Regions from separate parts of the Mus musculus genome. Here regions 1, 3, 4, 5 and 6 are each linked to region 2. The links are chromatin contacts, called in public HiChIP or PLAC-seq and promoter capture Hi-C maps. All regions are on one chromosome and are shown on one strand. Each heading gives the region's core, a stretch centred on a gene start, on an enhancer-like site or on the middle of the called end of the contact. The rest is flanking DNA. Distances are from core to core; before and after follow the strand shown. Region 1 has its middle 96 kb from the start of Gm45999. Region 2 holds the start of Sox6os (SRY (sex determining region Y)-box 6, opposite strand). Region 3 has its middle 120 kb from the start of Gm34282. Region 4 overlaps Gm34282 (a long non-coding RNA gene). Region 5 overlaps Gm34282 (a long non-coding RNA gene). Region 6 overlaps Sox6 (SRY (sex determining region Y)-box 6).

Evidence for each region. Promoter capture Hi-C pulls out the DNA fragments that hold promoters and counts their contacts. HiChIP or PLAC-seq counts read pairs in DNA pulled down with a chosen protein or histone mark.
Region 1: a contact with region 2 is called in an H3K27ac HiChIP or PLAC-seq map of SST interneurons, with 6 times the contacts expected there. The contact joins the enhancer-like site here to the promoter of Sox6os in region 2. A contact is called at or near these places in 22 of 39 promoter capture datasets (the 3T3-L1 cell line, 3T3-L1-derived adipocytes, the HPC-7 cell line and 14 more), 4 of 484 Hi-C or Micro-C datasets (the N1E-115 cell line, Sertoli cells, muscle stem cells and 1 more), 17 of 115 datasets of contacts at active chromatin or transcription factors (SST interneurons, bone marrow-derived macrophages, craniofacial prominence and 12 more) and 3 of 9 other capture datasets (adipose tissue, embryonic stem cells and liver).
Region 3: an H3K4me3 HiChIP or PLAC-seq map of embryonic limb bud shows a contact between it and region 2, with 6 times the contacts expected there. The contact joins the enhancer-like site here to the promoter of Sox6os in region 2. A contact is called at or near these places in 12 of 39 promoter capture datasets (the HPC-7 cell line, HPC-7-derived erythroid cells, cranial neural crest and 8 more), 19 of 115 datasets of contacts at active chromatin or transcription factors (SST interneurons, T-cell acute lymphoblastic leukemia, craniofacial prominence and 13 more) and 2 of 9 other capture datasets (macrophages and pancreatic islet).
Region 4: a promoter capture Hi-C map of second pharyngeal arch cranial neural crest shows a contact between it and region 2. The contact joins the enhancer-like site here to the promoter of Sox6os in region 2. A contact is called at or near these places in 19 of 39 promoter capture datasets (the 3T3-L1 cell line, the C10 cell line, the HPC-7 cell line and 11 more), 2 of 484 Hi-C or Micro-C datasets (epidermal suprabasal cells and uterus), 15 of 115 datasets of contacts at active chromatin or transcription factors (SST interneurons, bone marrow-derived macrophages, craniofacial prominence and 11 more) and 4 of 9 other capture datasets (adipose tissue, embryonic stem cells, embryonic trunk and 1 more).
Region 5: a contact with region 2 is called in an H3K27ac HiChIP or PLAC-seq map of neural progenitor cells, with 15 times the contacts expected there. The contact joins the enhancer-like site here to the promoter of Sox6os in region 2. A contact is called at or near these places in 18 of 39 promoter capture datasets (the 3T3-L1 cell line, the C10 cell line, the HPC-7 cell line and 10 more), 1 of 484 Hi-C or Micro-C datasets (cortical neurons), 20 of 115 datasets of contacts at active chromatin or transcription factors (SST interneurons, astrocytes, bone marrow-derived macrophages and 15 more) and 4 of 9 other capture datasets (adipose tissue, embryonic stem cells, liver and 1 more).
Region 6: an H3K4me3 HiChIP or PLAC-seq map of embryonic limb bud shows a contact between it and region 2, with 4 times the contacts expected there. The contact joins the enhancer-like site here to the promoter of Sox6os in region 2. A contact is called at or near these places in 20 of 39 promoter capture datasets (the 3T3-L1 cell line, 3T3-L1-derived adipocytes, the C10 cell line and 12 more), 1 of 15 datasets of contacts at CTCF or cohesin (pro-B cells), 9 of 484 Hi-C or Micro-C datasets (the G1E-ER4 cell line, the N1E-115 cell line, cortical neurons and 4 more), 27 of 115 datasets of contacts at active chromatin or transcription factors (SST interneurons, astrocytes, cardiomyocytes and 19 more) and 4 of 9 other capture datasets (adipose tissue, embryonic stem cells, liver and 1 more).

Annotation. Positions count from the first base shown.
Region 1 is chr7:115,300,841-115,304,044 of GRCm38.p6, reverse strand. No RefSeq gene overlaps it. Among named protein-coding and RNA genes, the nearest start is that of Gm45999, 96 kb to the left of the region's middle. Within about 2 kb of position 1,659, at least 7 of the 459 cell types and tissues checked have an H3K27ac peak or open chromatin away from gene starts, as enhancers often do. A contact at or near this core is called in SST interneurons and muscle stem cells, where this site is marked.
Region 2 is chr7:116,030,644-116,033,746 of GRCm38.p6, reverse strand. Sox6os (SRY (sex determining region Y)-box 6, opposite strand) reads right to left here and starts at 1,768. Exons shown (of 2, transcript NR_152104.1): 1 at 1,580-1,768; 2 at 1,197-1,427. The region is part of intron 1 of Sox6 (SRY (sex determining region Y)-box 6); the gene reads left to right.
Region 3 is chr7:115,250,230-115,253,540 of GRCm38.p6, reverse strand. No RefSeq gene overlaps it. Among named protein-coding and RNA genes, the nearest start is that of Gm34282, 120 kb to the right of the region's middle. Within about 2 kb of position 1,355, at least 16 of the 459 cell types and tissues checked have an H3K27ac peak or open chromatin away from gene starts, as enhancers often do. A contact at or near this core is called in craniofacial prominence and embryonic limb bud, where this site is marked.
Region 4 is chr7:115,152,648-115,155,565 of GRCm38.p6, reverse strand. All of the region lies in intron 2 of Gm34282 (a long non-coding RNA gene), which reads right to left. Among named protein-coding and RNA genes, the nearest start is that of Gm34282, 22 kb to the right of the region's middle. Within about 2 kb of position 1,450, at least 10 of the 459 cell types and tissues checked have an H3K27ac peak or open chromatin away from gene starts, as enhancers often do. A contact at or near this core is called in embryonic limb bud and second pharyngeal arch cranial neural crest, where this site is marked.
Region 5 is chr7:115,133,686-115,136,631 of GRCm38.p6, reverse strand. It overlaps Gm34282 (a long non-coding RNA gene), which reads right to left. Exons shown (of 4, transcript XR_869888.2): 2 at 1,933-2,074. Among named protein-coding and RNA genes, the nearest start is that of Gm34282, 2.7 kb to the right of the region's middle. Within about 2 kb of position 1,256, at least 17 of the 459 cell types and tissues checked have an H3K27ac peak or open chromatin away from gene starts, as enhancers often do. A contact at or near this core is called in neural progenitor cells and neural stem cells, where this site is marked.
Region 6 is chr7:115,508,978-115,512,337 of GRCm38.p6, reverse strand. All of the region lies in intron 13 of Sox6 (SRY (sex determining region Y)-box 6), which reads left to right. Gm51455 (a long non-coding RNA gene) reads right to left here. Exons shown (of 3, transcript XR_003946667.1): 2 at 2,116-2,237. Among named protein-coding and RNA genes, the nearest start is that of Gm51455, 13 kb to the right of the region's middle. Within about 2 kb of position 2,072, at least 13 of the 459 cell types and tissues checked have an H3K27ac peak or open chromatin away from gene starts, as enhancers often do. A contact at or near this core is called in craniofacial prominence and embryonic limb bud, where this site is marked.

The sequences.
Region 1 (3,204 bases), core at 410-2,909, 730 kb after region 2:
AATGACAGCTGTACTGAAGATTCAGAATTTGGTGACAAAGCTTTGAGGTTTCAGGATGAAGAATTCATTCCACCAAAGTAGGACACTCAACAAAAATGTCTTTGGATACATAGAAGTGGACCAAATGCTGAACTGGTAGGTGGCAATCATCTAGAAGGAGAAGGAAGACACAGAACAAGACCAAAAATACATGTACAATGGAGTTGTGGGTCTTGAGCTCCTTAGACCATCCATCCTTGCTCAGCCACTCACTTGTCAAGTGACTTTGGGTTCCATCTCTTAACATCTGTTTACTTCTATTGAAATGGTTATAAAGTTGTTACTCTGCTTACCTCATAGCACTGCAAAGACCAGATACTTGACAGGTGTTGCATCCTAAGTTGACAAATAAAGAAACTGAAGCTTAAATCAATGAAGTGAGCCCTTAGAAGTCATACAGCCAGTAAGCAGTACACACACGAGACTTTCAACTCCGAGGCTTTTGACCCAGAACTCATTCTCTTTCCATGTTGTCACCACAAGATAAAAGCACAGCAAATATTAGTTAGTTGGAGATAGGTAGGGAAGGAGCGTCTGCACTAAAATAGCCGATGATCAAGTAGTAGAGGCCGTCATTTCCACAGGACAGTCTCAGGTTACAGTTTCATTTTCCTTTGCCTCCTGTGTGTGTGTGTTTGTGTGTTTATGTGTTCATGTGTAGGTAGGAGTGTGTTTATGTATGATTATGTGTATATCTATGCATATGTGTGTATAAGTACACATGTGTGAGTACATTAGTGGGTATTCATGTCTATATCTATGCATACATGTTTGTAGGTGCACATGAGTTTGGTTATGCACGTGCATGCATGTTTATGTGCAAGCATACGTGCATGCGTTTGTGTGTGTGTGTGTGTGTGTGTGTGTGTGTAGGTTAAAGGGAAACCTCAGCTGTCATTCTTTGAATGTTATCCACTGACCCAGAGCTCACCAAATAGGTTAGGCTGAGCAGCTTGCAAGCCCTGGGGAATCTCTATGTGCCTGCCTCCATCCAGCAACTGAGAATAAAGCACACATAGCTTTATCTAGTTCATAATGAGCAACCTTGTGTCCTTTTGCTTGCAATGCAAACAATTAACTTCCTGAACTATCTCTTTAGCCATCCTTTGATTATTTCACAAAAGAAAAAAAACGGTGGTGGGGATGGGGGTGGGATTGGAGTCAGCCATAGGCCATAGTTTAGCAAAGACAGCCAAAAACTCAGAGTTGAACCTAGCATGCTGTGTTTTTCTCTCTGAGTCTACAGCATGCTCCAGACATCAGCAAGTGCCTCTAAAATCCATACCCATTTAGACAAGGTTCAAATCAATTAGTTTACACTTTGCTGCCGAGCTGCCTCTGTGCCAAAGGTGCTCATGGTACTCCCGATTTTATGCTTTCAACCCCAATGAGGCCTCCTTCCTTCCTCCTTGCATGACAGCCCCGAATTGAGAACTGTGGTGCATATGGTGTTTGCAAAATGCTAGTTGTGTATGGGTGTTTAAACTTTAGTTTTGCATCTTTTAATTTATTTATGCAAGCAAGCCGCCTTTCATGAATTTTAATCCGTGCTGTCTTGAAGAAGAGCTTTCCAAATGGGACAGCGTTTGTGATCATCGCTAAGCCATTCTAACTGCTTACAGGCCTGGGGAGAGAGGCAGCAGAGAACATTAGCAAGCTCTGCACTGTCCCCGTGATGTCCCAGTCATTGTGGCATAAAATGTGTTTCGTGTCTAGGAAGGAAAAAAAATAACTGTGACTCGGGTCTTTGGTTATTTTTAATGCTGAGCAGCAGAGCCACAGGGAATATTATGAGTTCCAAGATCTCTGGCAGGAGGGACTCGCCGCTGAAGTGCTTCTTCAGGAGAGACACACAGCTACAAGTCTTTATTCATTTATTTATCATGCTTCAGTTCCTAAAAAAGAAAACACTTCTCCAGTGCAGGGGAAATCGCTTCAATAGATAGATTGCATTTAAATAATTTAAGTATAAAATTACTCGAACAGGCCGACTGATATTTTGAAAACGAAGCAGTCACAGTCAGTTAGGGGAACTGACAAAGTTCATGAGTCGCTGTGCAGATGAGACACGGGAGAGAGTCTGGCTGACTTGGACAGGGTTCTCTGACCTGCCCATTGGCAGGCTTGGATTGTGGCTGCCTTTTGGCTAGGTGCTAAAAAGACAGGATGAGACTTTGAGATCTTAAACTCTTTGATGTAAGGTACACTGTGCACAGCTTTCAGATTGTACCCTTCATCTCCACAACTCAGGGGATCATCACAAGGGCTCCTATCTTATCTACACAAACCCACTGCCAAGCATCTGTGGTCCTACCATGTATGTACAACTTTCAGAGCACAGACCTTGTGCATTTCATCACAGATATGAACATGGTTCAACATGTTTACAGATAATAACATCATATGCACTATCAAGAAGCTGGATCTTCCAGTAAGGCCTTCTGACACAGATGATAGGATGCCGTGCACATTTGTAAGAGTGGCAAGGCTTAGGCTCCTGAGAGGATCTAGTGTGACCGTACAAGTCATATACACAACCAGACCTTTCCTGTATCTGACAGGCTAGTCCAACCAAGCTGCCATGTAACCTAGAGAGTCTTTCTATTCTCTGGAAGACTTCAGTCATCTAGCCTAGGGAAGGCCACTGATCTCTGTGACCTATCCCATGGTATCTACGCAAGCATTATCATGTTTGGAGGTTTTACCCTTGTCTGTGTAGATAGCGTTTCTGCAAAGTTATTTTGTGGTCCCCCTAGACCCAGAAAAGCCAGGCAAGAACTGATGTAGGGTAAACTATTTACTCTATGACCTTTTTGACAATTTAACATGCATGCTGGCACACCCAAGGCTCCAAGAAAACCCACCAAAAACCTTTCATGTTATACTCAACTTTAACGTATTTAAGCATGAAACTATCTGCTGCCCAAATGGCTCCATTTGAAATGGAACTTACTGAGACACACTTAAAGAAACTCTCCCAAAGATTCTTCCTTTGCTCATCACACTTCTCTTTTGCCTTCTGTTTCATTTTACTCTGGAAACAGTCCAGCCACCGTGGGGTTCAAGATATTCTTCTTTGTACCGTTAACTCATCAATGAAGCAGTGGTACAGAGTGCTGGGTTGGAGGTCAGTAGAGCAGCACCCATACCTGCATGATGCAATCA
Region 2 (3,103 bases), core at 519-3,018:
AGGATGCCTGCCTCTCTCGGAGAGTTGTGCCTTACTCCGGAGGCGGTGACAGATCTGCGTGGCGGGTTTCTGGTTTTCTTGCCCCCACCCCTTCCCCAAATCACTCCGAGAAAACACATGTTGTAGCCGCAGATAACTGTGCGTAGGACACCGAGGCAAAAGGGCAGGGAGAGACAGCCAAAGCCACCTTTGACAGCAGAAGTGTTATCGCCATCGCAAGTATTCGTCCGGAAATCTGTCTGCCCTCTTGGCCCACCTAATTCCTCCACCTTCGCCTCCCCAAGTAGATAATCTATAGAAGTGGGAATGAGATGAAAAAGAAGTCAGGTGGCTTAGAGAGTGAATTGTTAAGTCTCCGTAAAGTTCGAGGTAGGTATTTCATGGAAGTTCGCACAAGTGTGGGATGGAAGAAGTTGGTGTGCCTACTGTGTTGTGTTAGTGTTTCTCTCTCTCTCTCTCTCTCTCTCTCTCTCTCTCTCTCTCTCTCTCTCTCTCTCTCTCTCTCTCTCTCTCTCCTTCTCCCTCCCCCTCCCCTCTCTCTCCTCTTCCTCCCCTCTCTCCCTTTCCCTCGCTCTTTCTATTCTCCAGCTTAGGGTTCAGATGGGGCTCTTGGATGGCAATGCCCTTTGTACCCACAAGAGGGCAACATCTTGAGGGCTTTGTGAACACTGGATCTTTCATCGCGGCATGCTTGCTTGGGTTTTGAGAAAGTTTTAGCGAAACTTTCAAAGTGATATTTTATGTTATTCATAATATCAAAAAGTAAAGTCATAAAAAAGAAGAAACAAGAGAAAGGTGGAGGAGGAAAGGATGGGGAGAGGGAGAGAGGGGAGAGAGGGGAGAGGGGGAAGAGGGGAGAGGGGAGAGGGGGGAGAGGGGGGAGAGGGAGAGAGAGAGAGAGAGAGAGAGAGAGAGAGAGAGAACAGTTTAGATTGCCAGGGGAGTCTGAGCCACAGAAGGTGGGGGAGGGCTGTTGTAATTGTGGGTTTGGCCGACTGACGACTGGAGTGCCCTCTTCGGCAATCTTAGTTGTAGCCGGAGGTCATGTAAATCGACCTTAAAAGAATGCATAAGCCATAAATTAAACCCTCACCCAACGGCTGATCCATAAGTAGACAAAATCTAACCTGGACAAAACGGGCTTCCTTTAGGGCCGAGTTAACCCCTCTCCCCCAATAGAAACTCAATGCGAAGTTAGTTTTGTTAGAGAATGAATATTTTGTTTTCTTGAAAAGTGTCGATTTGCCGTGTGACTGCGCCGCCGCAGTTCTAAGAGGCGTCAGTGTTAGCCAGGCTGTGGCTCAGGGGCCGGGAGGACCCGCAGGGCTTCTGAACCTCCCCCATTTCGGACTGGGATCGTTGGCTAGTTGTGGGGTTGACGCTGGCCTAGGGCGGGCGGGACTCCAGGATCTTCGTAGCTCTCCGCGCTAGGGGTGAAATTTACCCGGAGGATTAAAGAAAACCCGGGTGGCTAGAAGCCGCGCGCTCCCTCCTCGCCCTCCACCACCGGGGCTTCCCACGACTTTCCCGGGACGCTCGAGTTCCAGTTCCCCTTGCTCCCTCCACTATTGCACTTTACTTTTAATGGTCCTCTCAGCAGTACACAAACCGAACTCCAAGGCAGTTTGCAACCCAACGGTGGTCCTTTTTGCTCAGCACGCTTGCTGCGCAGGCTGGCCCGCTGACGGCGTGGGCGAGGGACAGCCCCGTAAGGCTCGCGCGGGTTCGGCTTCCAGGTCCTCTGCGCTTCAGCCGGCACCCTCGGCTCAGAGCCTGACCCGCAACCTTCGTCCCTCTAGGCTCTCTGCCCGGCCCGCTACTGGCTGCCCGCTGCGGGCCGATGTTCGGAGCACCGGCTGGGCCCTGGGCGGGAGGCGGTGTTGGCGAGGCTCGCCTGCCCCGGGGGAGCTGCTTTCGGCTTTCTCCCTTAAAGGGCAGTACGAAGAAGGACCCGGGTTTGTGCAAAGGCTGCTGGGGCTGAACTGCTGCAAATGCAAAGGAACGGCCGGGCTCTGCGGAGGACAGACTGGCTCCGGGTCCGCGCAGCTTTAAGATAAAAAGAATTGGTGTGTTCGGATAGATAAAAGGTGGTCGTTTCCGGCGTATTATGAGTTTTATTTAAGCTTGTCTGACTCTGACCAAGTTTGAAAATGTTTGTTTGTGTGAATGACCAGTTATCGGCAGCGACTCCAGTTTGTGGTCTAAAATAAGTCATTTACTGGGCTGGCAGGGCTGCTAGTTAGCAAGATGGGCTGTTCTAGGCTGCTTCTGCGAGTTGCCTCCTGTAAGGGCCGCACTTGAAGTTTCAGTCTCAAGATAGTCCGAAACTGTCCCAGCGGCACAATAGATTGGGCTCCGGACCTCCAGTTTCAATGTCTGAGAGGGAGTTCTGGTGACTTCTCGGTCCTGGACGCTGGGCTCCAGGGTGAACTCCAGTGGCTTGGCTTTTGGCCCTCACGGAACCGCCCAGCCAGCAACCCAGTGGAGAGAATGCCCCTTCCCCCCGCCCACCAGGGTCTCCTCTCTTCTGTCCTTTGTAGTCACATGTCCGGGTTTTCCCCCTGGTCCGAGAACAGACACAGCCCCGCCCAGTCTATTTCTAGAAGGTGGGTTCGGTGAATAAAAAGGTCAAGTGGTTACGTTCCCGAGCTGGTCCACAGTGAGGGGGGACAGGACAGACACCTGGCAAGGCCCGCCCCGCCTGTCCCCCCAACCCTGGCGGGCCTGCCTGCCTGCGACTGGCCTCCCTAGGCCACATTCTTGTGTTAGGTTGGAGAGGCGAGAGGCGGTAGGAGAGGGAACCCTGAACCGGCCCAGAGCAGGCGAAGCTGATCCCGAGATGGCATTTTGTTTTGAACAGTTGGTGGGGAGGACGCTTCCTCATAAGGTAAGGTGTCAACTGGACAGTTGGCTGCCCAAATGCCACATGTATAATTAGCCTGCGTACTCAGCACCTCATCCCCAAGGCCCATAGGCACGGGCTTGGCTGACTTGAGTAGCTCAGTTCAGCTCTGGATTACAGGATTCCCAAGGGAAGCCTAACCGGCCAGGAGAGCCTGGAGAGGCCCTGGCTAGGAAGACTGACCATGAAATCTCGCTTTTG
Region 3 (3,311 bases), core at 106-2,605, 780 kb after region 2:
GGATCAAAGGGACAAACACCATGAGCTAAGATGAAAGATGACGTGGAAACCCTGTCCCCCAGCCTGCTGGGATGCTGTGCTGCTGAGGGCTTATGAATCAAGGTAGAAGACACTCACAGCAACCATGGGAAGAACTGCAAGCCCATCTCTCCCTCAGCCTCAACACTGACACTTCCCTGACCCACTGCCTATAAGAAGAGCCTCTATTTATCCTTTGAGCCCTCTCAGGGTTCAGGAAACTCAAGGATAGAAGGGAACCCAGGGATAAAGGGGCAGCCCTTTAGCTTAGAAAACGTGGACATGACCATCAGCCACATGGGCTGAACTTGGGGAACTGAAACATGGCATTGTAAAATTTAAACTCCTCTGTGAGAGGACACAGGAGACATCTCAGCCCAGGCCTCAGAAAGTGTGCTGCTAGGCGGAGGTTTCTGGTTCTGATTTGGGTGGAAAAAAACTATCTTTGAAGCCAAGGAAAAGGCAAGAGGCACTGGAAAATTAACAGCAGTTCCCACTGGGGCCAGGGCCTGTGTCATCCCATTGGGTCCCAGTGGCATCTGGTAAGGTAACCATGGGGGTATTCCATTTCTAACAGAGCAAGGACAAAGATGCTCTCAGAGTTCACAACAAAGTCACATAGTTGGTATATGGGAGAATCAGGGTGTGCATTCACCTCTGCACACTTGAAAGCCTGGATTCTTATTAATTATCATATCCATATTCTAGAGAGGTCCCTGTAATCCCTTGGGTAGACTGCTGGAAGTTGAGACAGATTCATGAGTTAACACCCCATTGTAGTGGTTTTAGGGAGCCAGTGTGATTTCTGCACCCACCAGTTTGTCTTTTAGGAACTTGAGAAGCCCATTGTTGAAAGGAACAGAATCTTGGTTCAGGGTGCATTAAATTTCCTGCTGCTGTAACACAACACCTAACAGAAACAGAACAGAGGAAAGATTTACCCTGGCTTACAGTGTTAGACGGAATTTGATTCTTCATGGCAGGGAAAGCATGCTAGCAGAGGCCCCTCTGTCTGCAGAGGCTGAAATATGTGGCAGTACGTAATCACAAGGCATAGACCAGGAGCAGAAAAAGCTAGACTGGAAACCAAAAATCTGGTGCCTAGTGACCTATGCCTATCACCACCAGCTAAGCCCTACCTTCTAAAGGCTTCAAGTAGGGCTCCAAGCTCCAGCTTTCAAACATGAACCTATAGGGGTATATTTCTGATCCAAAGACTAACAAGGGGGCTCTTCCTCTTTTTCCTTCTTCCCATCAGAGCTCTGTGTATGGAGGGCTACATGACATTAAGCTATGGGATGGAGTGGATAGGCTGACAGCTGAGGAAAGGAGGAAGTGGGTGGAATGTAATTGTACACTGACAGCCAGAGTACTAGCCACCCTCAGTTACTGTTTTCCACAGACCATCTTATGGCTTTTGTACTTTTGTATTAAAGTGCATTCAAACTATGGCATGTGGGAATGTCCATGGAGAACTATGAATCTGGCCAACATGAAACTATAAACTCACTTAAAATATTATAGGATCCTTTTTTAAATCCTTTTGGGGCACAGTCAACTTAATGCATGTTTCTTGAGCAGAAACTTTGTAGATCACACTGTTGGGTCATGTCAAAAGATTGGACACACACCTATACTATGTTATACTTCCAGACTCTGTGGTAAATTCAGTGGCTCTGAAACCTTATGGCCAGATGTCCCAAGCCACTACAACCCATCTTCCTGTTCCCTTTGTGGTGGGTTAGGCAATAATTCCTATTATGACTGGCCGAAGCAGAAGTAGGGCACATAAGCATCTCTGCCTTCCCAGAGCTTATATCTAACCTTGAGAACTGCCACTCTATCACGTCCCCTGGCCTCAACCTAGGTGGTCAGGGCACAGACCCATCTTAGAGATATACTTTTGCATCAATTATCTTCCTATTGTGACAAAACAACAAAATCAAGGCAGCTTATGGAGGGAAGGATTTATTTGGGTTTATGGTTCTAGAGTGATAGAGTCCATGGTGGTGGGGGCAGCACGGCAGCAAGCAGCAGGTGTGGTGGCAGAAACGGAAATCTGAGAACTCACATCCTGAATTTGGAAATTTCAAATGGGAAAATGATGAGAGCCTTTTCATCTCAAAGCCCACCCACAGTGACCTACTTCTTCCATGAAGGCCTCACCACCCTAACAGCACTACTGCTTGGGGACCAAGCATGTATGTGCCTGAGAATATCAGGAACATTTTTTATTCAGATGATACTTGCTAAAACACACACACACACACACACACACACACACACACACACACATCTATCTACTCCGGGAAAGTTCTCTTGGATTCTGCCAAAGTCTCCAAGCTCTGATAATTTTTAAACCGCTCTTCCTTGTTTCCTTCTGTATTCGTCTGTAACTCGTGTTTTCCTAGACACTTGTAGTAGAGTTGTAACACCAGTGGTCAGAAGCACATGCAGTCACATTTGGTAGATATAAGTAGGAAATAGTACTTGTTAGTATATGCTATCATAGGTGATGATCATTGCTAGGAAGAAATGACAGCAATAAAATGACCGAGGAAGACCTCCCAGATAAAGTTGGGTTCAGAAAAACGATAAATACGGCTAAGGAATAATCCAGAAGTATCCGAGAAGAAAGGTTGAGATTTACCTGAGCCTGGGGCCTAACCTTTGTGTTCAAGGGACCACAGGAGAGGCAGTGACACAGAGTGGGTGATGAATTAGGGAGGACAAGGCAAGAGATGACATCACAGAGCAAGGAGATGCCAGGCCACATAGCAGCAGGCCCAGAACTTGGGATTCTTTCTTAATAACACAGGAAGATACCTAAAGATTCTGAGCAAAGAAACATCGTGGATAAATTATGTGTTGGTAAGCTTGCCTTCACTACTGTGTGGAACATAGAATGTGGAGATCCAGAACCAAACTTGGTTATCAAGTTGAAAACTGTTGGTGATGGACCAGGTGGCAATGTAGCTCCTAGTGAGTGGTAGCCATGGGGTTGAGGAGAGACAAGGAAATCTGGGATATAGTACACTCATTGATGCTATATTGTGATCAGTAAGGTTAGTAAGCAGCCACTTCAATGTCTGATGACAGCGTGTTGATGAGAAATGCTGCCCCAATAGGCCAAGTCAGTTGGAGCCAATTTCTACATCTGAAAAAAATGTGGGTTCAGAAGGATTATTGGGGGCCCTCAGTTATACTCTAATGTGGTTATTACAGAAGCCTCAGCCGGTTCTGCAGGAATCTGGAGTTGGGACAATCTTTTATTACTGTCCAGTGGGACCAAG
Region 4 (2,918 bases), core at 201-2,700, 880 kb after region 2:
ACCCATCATCTTTTGTTTGGAAAATGACATCCTGTTAGCACTCCTTCCACATACCCTGCCTCTATTGAGATTCTGTTTATTGTCCCACTGGTGAACCAGCTCCTGGTGCCTGTAGAACCAATCTGCTCCCTTATTCTTGGGCCCCTCCTATTTCAGACTGCACATGTCTTTCCAATGTCCACTGTGATCACATGTCTTTTCAATGCCCATAGCTGATCTTCAAGAGCAATAATATGAGCAAATCTCGTGTCTTAGTCGGGGTTTCTATTTCTGCACAACATCATGACCAAAAAGCAAGTTTGGGGGGGGGGGTGTTATTCAGCTTACACTTCCACGTGGCTGTTCATCACCAAATGAAGTCGGGACTGGAACTCAAGCAGGTCAGGAAGCAGGAGCTGGTACAGGGGCTATAGAAGGATGTTACTTACTGGCTTGCTTCCCATGGCTTGCTCAGCTTGCTTTCTTATAGAACTCAAGACTACCAGCCCAGAGATGGGGCCCTCCCCCCTTGATCACTAATTGAGAAAATGCCCCACAGCTGGATCTCATGGAGGTACTTCCCCAACTGAAGTTCCTTTCTCTGTGATAACTTCAGCCTGTGTAAAGTTGACACACAAAACCAGCCAGTACATCTCGGTTATCTCTATTTATGTCTCTGCCTAGAATATTCTTCTGGGGTTTTCACTGTGAAATCATATTACATCTCATAGCCTGCACAGGAGCCTCCCTCTCCAAAACATCCCTAGGAACACACTGCTTCAGAATGACAGGCGATGCCTGACTTTGTCATCAGAACCCCACACCCTGTCCCTTGTTCCATTCCTTGTTTCTAAACAGGATACTGATGCCCACAGTCTTTCTGTGTGTGTAGGTACCTATGGTCTGGGAACCAAGCTCTCCTACCTCTTCCAGCATCCCTAGTATTAGCAGCACCAGCATCCAGAAGAAAGGTAAGTATCTGGGCTTTTGGGTTAAAAAGAAATACAGAGCTGGCTCCATGCTCAGGAGTGAGTCTTCTAGCATTCTTTCCTCCTTCTCCAGTGAATCCTCTAGTGTGTTTAGCCTTTGCTTTCCCTGAGTACTCCACCAAAACATCTCTTAGAATTCTTTTACCATCTCTTATCAGGACAAGGCCTGGACCATTGGCAGTTCTCTGTTCCACAGCTCCAAGTGCCCTTAAGAGGTCACATGATTAATCTTGCTTATGTCTGTGACTTTTCCCAGGCTCCTTACTTCTTGACAGTGTCACAGAGCAGGCCTGCTGCCTGGGATATGTCTGAAAAGTGGCTAGCTCCTTCAGGGCTGGGAGGAGAAGCCAATCATCCATGCTGGTTGGGACATTCGAGGCCAGTACATGGCTTGTCTGTTTTCTGCCTTGCAGGCTGGGTCTGATGCTTGAGCTAAGCATAAGCAATGAATACGGAATTGTGGGAAAGGTAGAATGAGATTGCATATCTAACTTGCTCCTGAAAGTTTAGCTATTCAGTAGTGAGCGGGGGCGGGGGGGGGGGTGGGCACAGATGGGGGAGGATGGAGGGTAAAGGCAAAGAACAAAGAGCTCCTGTGTAACCTGACACTAGAGACTATGGGGCACAAAGGTCATGAGACAGAAGCATATTTAGTATGTTCTAGGGGTATAAAGAAGCCAGTGTAGGTGGAGTTGACTGGGCAAGCTGAGGTTAGGGAAGTAGGGAGAACAATATTCAATGCAAAGCAATGGTAACAATTATGGCTTTAATATTGAATGCTTTCCCCACTGGTCTTTCTAGAAGGATGCTTTGGGGACCACAGTCACCCTCATCCTCCCCAGCATACTTTAGTCTGTCTTGTTTTCACTAGTTCTCTAGAATCCCACAAAGCAGGCACTCTGTAGCTATTTCTTGACTATATTGGTCAGAATTCTGTTCCCAGCATTCACTTGGATTCATCATGAACATTGTGACTGTCATCTAAATGGTCACCTTGCTTAAGAGTTTCTTCTCTTGTGGGATCTGTTTTCCAGATGTTTGGTGGCTTATAATTGCCATGTGGTACTTCTACAGCTGGCAAAAACACAGCTGAAAGTGATCTTGTGCACATCTGGAACCCACATGTCTAACCTTGGACTTGATAGCCAGCCACATATCCATGGTACTCTGTAGACAAGCAGTCCACATGAGAAGTTCTAGGCAGGCACTAGAAATGGGTATTGAGAGCAAGTGTCTTTCAGCATGGTATATGGTCATTTTTTTTGAGGTGACTTGGATGTCTGTACTATGCATCAGACAGTGCTGCAAGTCCAGAGCACTTCTGTTTCCCCAAACATAAGTACAAAGTCACACGGCCAATGGGATCCTAGGTACCCACTTTCCCCAGGCATTGGTTCTGAGAACTGGAAGACTCTCCATTTGAAAGGTACTGGTTGCACCATTAGGTATGATGGGGATATCTGACTTTTCTCTGGACCCAGGTTCTCTGTAAATTAAGGATGAATTCAACAGAAAAAAAGAATCTTGTAGCTTTCTGTGAGGTCCCTGACCCTTCTAAGTTATGTGATGTGATTTCCCACATTTTCTTTATCCAGTCTTCTGTTAATAGACACATAAACTGGTTCAAGAACTTGGCTATTGTGGGCAGTGCTGCAGTAAGCCTGGGTGTACAGGCATCTCTGTGACATGATGACTTCGATTACCAAAGCTATATAAAGGATTCTCACAGCTGGGTCATATGACTGATTCCACTTTTAGTTTTTTTGGGGGAAACCCACACTGATTTCCATAGTGGCTGCACTGATTTGTACCCCTACTGGCAAAGTTGGAGTCTTCTTCCTCTCCCATCCTTGATGACATGTGTTGTTATTTTCTTTCTTAGTGTCTTAGTTAGGGTTTCTATTGCTGTTTTGAAACACCATGACCAAAGCAACTTGGGAAGGAAAGGGT
Region 5 (2,946 bases), core at 7-2,506, 900 kb after region 2:
CATGGTGGACGAGCATGTGTATAGGTGTGCATGGAAATGTGTATATGTGCATAGGTGCGTGTATGTGCACATGGGGACAGTAAGAGGTTACAGAGGGGAGCTAGGTGAAAATTAACAGAGTTTTGAGGTGAATGTTAAATACATGCATACATATGGACATATACTCCTATCTGAGCTAAGCCTGTGCCTACCTGCTAAGAACCTCACTTCATCCAGAATGCTAGCTCCTCTCATGGTCTATGGACATGGAGAGGACAGAGCAGCATGGAGGATGTGGATATGCAAGCTGCACTAATCACCAGTATGTTAGCATTCTATAATTCTCTTCTCAGAGCTCCCAGAGCCCATTTTGTCACATGGCCTTTGGGTTTTGGTCCAAAAGTGCAAGTTGGCAACCTTTTTCTTCTTCTATGGAGGTTTCTCTCTGAACCCCTGCCTTCATGATCCAGCTCTAGGAGATCCCAGCAGAACAGGGCCTTGTCACCATACCCTCAGTGGCTGCCTCAGCACATTTTGCTTTCCTATTGACTACACTCTTCATCTTTTTGCTTCCATAATAGAATGCTTCAGGCTAGGAACTGATGAAGACCAGGGATTTTCCTGACTATGCTAGAAGCTGGGAAGTTCGAAATGAAGGTAATAAATAGCACATGGAATTCTTGCTAGGCCCTTACCTAATGAGAGATGCCAGAGGAAGAAGAGATGAGATTTCAGTCCTCCTATAGCAGAAGGGCAAGAGAGCACACACCCCTTCAAGGAAGCCATTCTCATGGTGGCATTGACATGCCCATGGAAAGTTTTAGCCTTGACCCAAACCCCTTCCACTAAGCCCCAGTTGCATTAGAGTTACATCTCCAACAAATGAATTGCAAGAGCACATGCAGGCCATTGCATCCATGTTCCTAGGTTTCCAAGGGCAAGTCAGCCACCCTATCCTATAGGCTTTGGCAGGTGCCATCATTCTGCACATACTAATATAGCTTATATGGTTTGGATGGAAAATGCTCTGCATACACTCATGTATTTCAGCACTCAGCCCCTAGTTAGTGGCACTGTTTGGGGGAAATTGTGGGACTTTTGGAAGATGAAGCCTTACTGGAGAAAGTGAGTTGCAGGGGTGGGCCTGGAGGCTTTATAGCTCAAGCTCACTATTATCTGTTCTTTGTTTGACTGCAGACTCAATGAGACTAGCACTGAGACCAGCTGCCCCACACTTCTCTAACAGGACGGACTCTATTCATTCTTAAGCTCTAAGCCAAGCCAAACCCTTCCTCCTTTACCATGGTGTTGCTATTCTGTGGTTGTCATGGTCACTCTAGCCAGAGGACATTCTAATGTGGTGGCTGGAATGGACTTCCTAGTATGACTAGATTGCCACTTTCTTTCATATCCAATGCAGGCTCCTTCAGGACTGAGCCTCCTCAAGGACAAGCCTCCCTTGGGAGCTGCTTGGTTTTGGATTACCCTATGCTGAGATCAAAATGTTTACTGGGATTACGCAAAATACATGGAGATTAACATGTGGTGTTTAACTGCAGCGCCTCAGGCCCTTGGCTTCCCTTCCACATGAGCTGCCAAAATAAATTCCCACTCACAGACACCCTGGGCCTGTTGAGCTGTGTAGAGTGAAAACAGAGAGAGCCTGCCACACAATAGACTCTTACACTTACAAGGGAAATACCAATGCTCTTCAATTTAAGCAGCACCCCTGCTACACACACACACACACACACACACACACACACACACACACGTGTGCACGTGCGTTCAAGGACAGGGTCTTTTCTTCTTGTCCTGAAGGAAGACACATAAGCAAAGTCTCATTATCTTCATCTGTGAGAGAGAACCTTCTAGGTCTTCTGATCTTTCACTCAGGTACCCCAGCGCCATTTCTCACTGCATTCAACAAAAATAGACAAACAGATTACTTACTTAAACACCTGGCATGCCAACCTTGGTGCCACTCTCAAGAATCCAGAAGGAAAGTGACAATGAGGTCCCTAACCTTGGTTCATCCTCTCCAGAGTACACTCGGGCAGTCTGCCTTCCTTCCTCTACAAGGTCATTGCTTTGTCTGCAAAGGAAGAATCATGGAGGGAAACACCTGGTTACTTAACCCATGAGGGACTTCAAATTTAAACTTCACTAACAGTTTTTACATTCCACTCCACAGACTCTGGGCTATAGGCAATTTCACATATGTTCAGCACGCTCAGTGGATGTCTGTGGAATTGGATTATTTGTTAACATCATCACAGCTGGAGAGAGTTATCATTTGCCCCGTTTCCACTTAAGATAAGGTACCGAAACTTTCCTAAGATAATGAGTGGTGGAGCCTCCTAACATTACCACCATGACTGCTGTTACCACTCTGCAATGTGTACCTACTAAAGCCACTCCATAATGTTATTACTACAAGTGCCACCCCTACTGCTCCCACAGTACTGTGACCGCCACCAATGTCACTGTTACTATCCACACCCCATCATAACCACAAAATTACTACCACTAAGTTACTTTCCCACAACTCAATGTCACAATATGTAGCTGGAGCTTATTGGGTTCTGATTGCCAAACATTTGCTAATACTAGTATTTTCAGTGCATTCATTCATTGAAACATCACAATGGCCTTAACTAGAAAGCATTCTTTCCCATTTGTAGTTGAGACCATTCAAGGATAGTTAACAAGCTAGACATGACAAAACCAGGCTCCACTGAAAGCAATCTGATTTCTAAGCCCATGACCATAAATGATGTCTTATATGCCTTCTTCTCTGGATCCCTTTAAGAGCCCAGATCTGCATCTAAAGGTTTTCTCCTCACTGGATTGGTGAATTAGTCCTGGATTCTGGTGCATGAAATGTGCAGGTGTACAGAGCTCAGCCTGACCCACATATGGCAACATTCTTGAACAAGAATGAGGTAGATATAAAGTTTTAATCTG
Region 6 (3,360 bases), core at 823-3,322, 520 kb after region 2:
AAGTCTTCTTTGTAAAGAAGACCTCTTTAAAAAAAAAAAAAAAAACTAGACCAAGTAATTCCTAGGCACAGTCAAACTTGGGACTAACAGACAGATTCAGCAGACCCCGACTGACTGCTTAGGAAAGACCTAGCTCCAGACCTGTGCACGAGCCACGGCTGAAGCCTGTTCAGCGTCTGTTAGAGAGAGCAGCCTCCCTCTCAGGATGTCTACCTGCAGCTCTCTATGCCCATCCTCGTTGCTTCCTGTTTGTTTGTCTTAAATGCACCAAGCACCCGTCAGCAAAAATCGTTCCCCAGAGGCCGGGTACAATTTATAGGTTAGGTCAGCACTTTGCCAGCAGTGTGGCCTGGTTATTTACTGTGTCATCACAGAGTGGGGACCGGCTTTCCCGTTAGCTGTTTCTTTGGCAGCATCCATCCCGCCAGTCAGGGAAGATTAATTTGCTCTCTTAAGAGTAACAGGATCCTTTATGCATCGCAGATCCTAGTGAACATCCTTTTTTTAGCTTGAAGGGAAATGTCTCGCTAGTTCCCCATGTGCTGGCAGGGTTTCTCCCAGGACCCTGATCCTTTAAAAACACACAAAGATAGTTCTTAGCAACAGCAGAACTGGACCTCCCCTGGCAGCTTGGAAGCCCGGGTATGAACACTGACATGGGTGGTGTCAGACAGGAGCAAGGCTTCCCAGCTTCCAGAAAGCATGGTTTCTGTGTTAGTTGGAGATACTAATTCTTGAAGGTGGTCCTGGGTGAATAGGGTCAACATAAATTCTGAGTGGTATATACATGAACTTGTGTGCTTGTGTGATAGAGAGGGAGACAGGAGAGGAAGCAACACAGAGGAGGGAAAGGGACAAGAGAAGGAAAGGGGCTGAGGAAAAGGAAGAAGAGCAGGAAGTAAGGGATTAAAAGGCTTAAAGACCAGGACTCTACCTGCTCTCCTCCATGACGAGTGTGTATCAAGGGCACACTGACATTGTCATAGGCACACAGACAGCAGGCTTTCACTGGCAAGGGCTGAGATGCTTCTGTCTAGCCAGACAAATGGTTGGCATGGTTAACAGGGTGACCAGCACAGACATGGAAGTTGGCATGGTAGTCTGCAAAGAAGTGTTTTAGATCGGGCCCATCTCGGTGTCCCTGAGAAGTCCTACTGTAGAGTTCCTAAGCCTTTGGCTTTATAAAGTGAGCTAGACTATCTCCAGCACTCGGGGGGCAGGGAGGGGGGTACGACTGTTCATTTGGCTATGGACCAGGAGTTGCGGAGCTGTCATCTGACCCTTGCTCGGCCAGCACTTTCATTTGATTTCTTAACTATGTATTAGCTATAATTATAGTGAGTTGCCTCTCAGTAATGCTGCTAATCAATTTGATGTGATTGTGTGAATGGAACTATTGGCCATTATAAAAAGATTAAAAACCTTAACAGCAAAGAAAAATCTACAGAAGAGTTGAGGAAATTCCACTCAGTCTGCACATTGTCTAGATCCAAGTACATTTTCCTAATTACCTTTTTTTCTTTTTATATGCCAGAGGATCTATTATTTTCACATCCTTTTCTCATATAATTGTTAGATATTCTTTGAGGAAGTTATTATTATTATTATTATTATTATTATTATTATTATTAATGATTTCCCTACCTCAGCCTCCCAAATACTGTCTATATTCTATAACACCTAGCTAGTATTATTTTTCCCATTTTATAGGTTAAAAGACTGAGGCTTAAATTTCTAAATAACTTGCTATAGGTTCAATGCCAGTAATGATAGAACTAAAACTGGATGGAAGGTTCAGGTTCTGGCTTCCAGACTATACCTCTGTATAGCCGGAGAATTGGAATATCTTCAGTTTTCTCAACAAGCTTCTTGTGACCTTCCTCAGTATGGGCCATTTCCTTTCCCCTAAATATAGCTGGTCATGCCATACATCAGTTCTCATGTTTCCCCATCACACAGAGCAGCATGCTGATGAGTGTAACAGTAGACAGGTTGTAGTGGCCCAGGAGCTTACGGAGCGTGTGAAAACCTCCCTTCAGAAGCTTGCCCAGAGTTGCCATTGAGACCTCATGTGCCTCTGGGGGGACTGTGAGTTCATGAATGGAGTCGAGTTACCTGAACTAATATGGACAGCAGTGCAGTGCCTTTGTGAGGACTTCTGAGATGGGCAGCAGCCTTCTGCTGACTCCAGCTTCGTTCCTGGCATCTGTTCAAGACTGCGCTGATTGCAAATCCTGCTGGAGTTACAGTTCATATTAAAGTCAGGAGAGTTAGCATGTACACATAGTATTCTCTCTCCTCTGCTTCATACTCCCCTCAGCATGAAGATTAGACAAGGGCTGGAGTGTCAAGGTAACAACAACCAAGTGTACTTACACAGCCACTAAGCCCATGGTTCAACAAAACAAACAAACAGCCAACATTGCTTGAGTGCCTGTGGTGTGCCAGTCCCCTGAACTAGACCCTGGTTAAGTCATGGGAAGTTAAGACAGTGATGTCCTTCAGCAGCTAGGGCTTATGATCTAGTGAGGAAATACAAGATTCAAAGGCAAGTCTGTGCATACAAGTGGTACCTTATCATCACTGAGAACAGGACCTTAAGAGTAAGATTTCTTGGTTCCCCTACCAAGTACCCAGAGAGCAAACTTTTTAAATAGGCTGAGCTGAAAGGTGAGCTATGCCTCCTTCTGTGCATGCACAGTCATCTCCAAGTTTCCTCTCGCTGTGGAACAGCCATCTCAAAGGGCTGTCCTCTTCTTGCATGTCTCACTCCTCCTGTGAGACGTCTTAAGTACAAAAGTAAGTCAATCAGAAGACAGGCCCTGCCTGGACATACTTCCCAGGACTGTGCCTGCCAGCCATGAAAAGGATGGCATTTCTTAGAAGCAGCTTAAAGGCCTGCTTCCCACTCCGGGCGTGGAGGCAACGGGGAAAGGTCGCCCCAAAAGGCAGCTGTGCCCGTGTATTAACCACTCATCAAAATCAAATGACAAAACCATAAGCAAGGCAAACAGAAATTAGAAATATAAAAGGCAAATGTCTTCAAAATTTTATTTTTAAAGTCCAGCTGTTATCTGGCTTGGATGTGACAAGACAGCATTTCTTGTTCGCCATGGTATTTATAAAGCTACGGTTTCACTGGCGCTGGGGACTTGGGAAGCCTGGTTAAGGCCCTGTTATGTTTAGAAGCCGATGAAGATTTGACTTGTATTGAGTTCGCACAAGATTTTAACATTCCTTTAGTACACATAAGAATGGGAGGGTTTGGTTAGTTGGGTTTTGTGACCTTTTATTAAAAATGACAATCTGACAAACAGCTGTCAGACTGTTTGTAGACTCTGTGTGGCGTTTCCCCTTTCT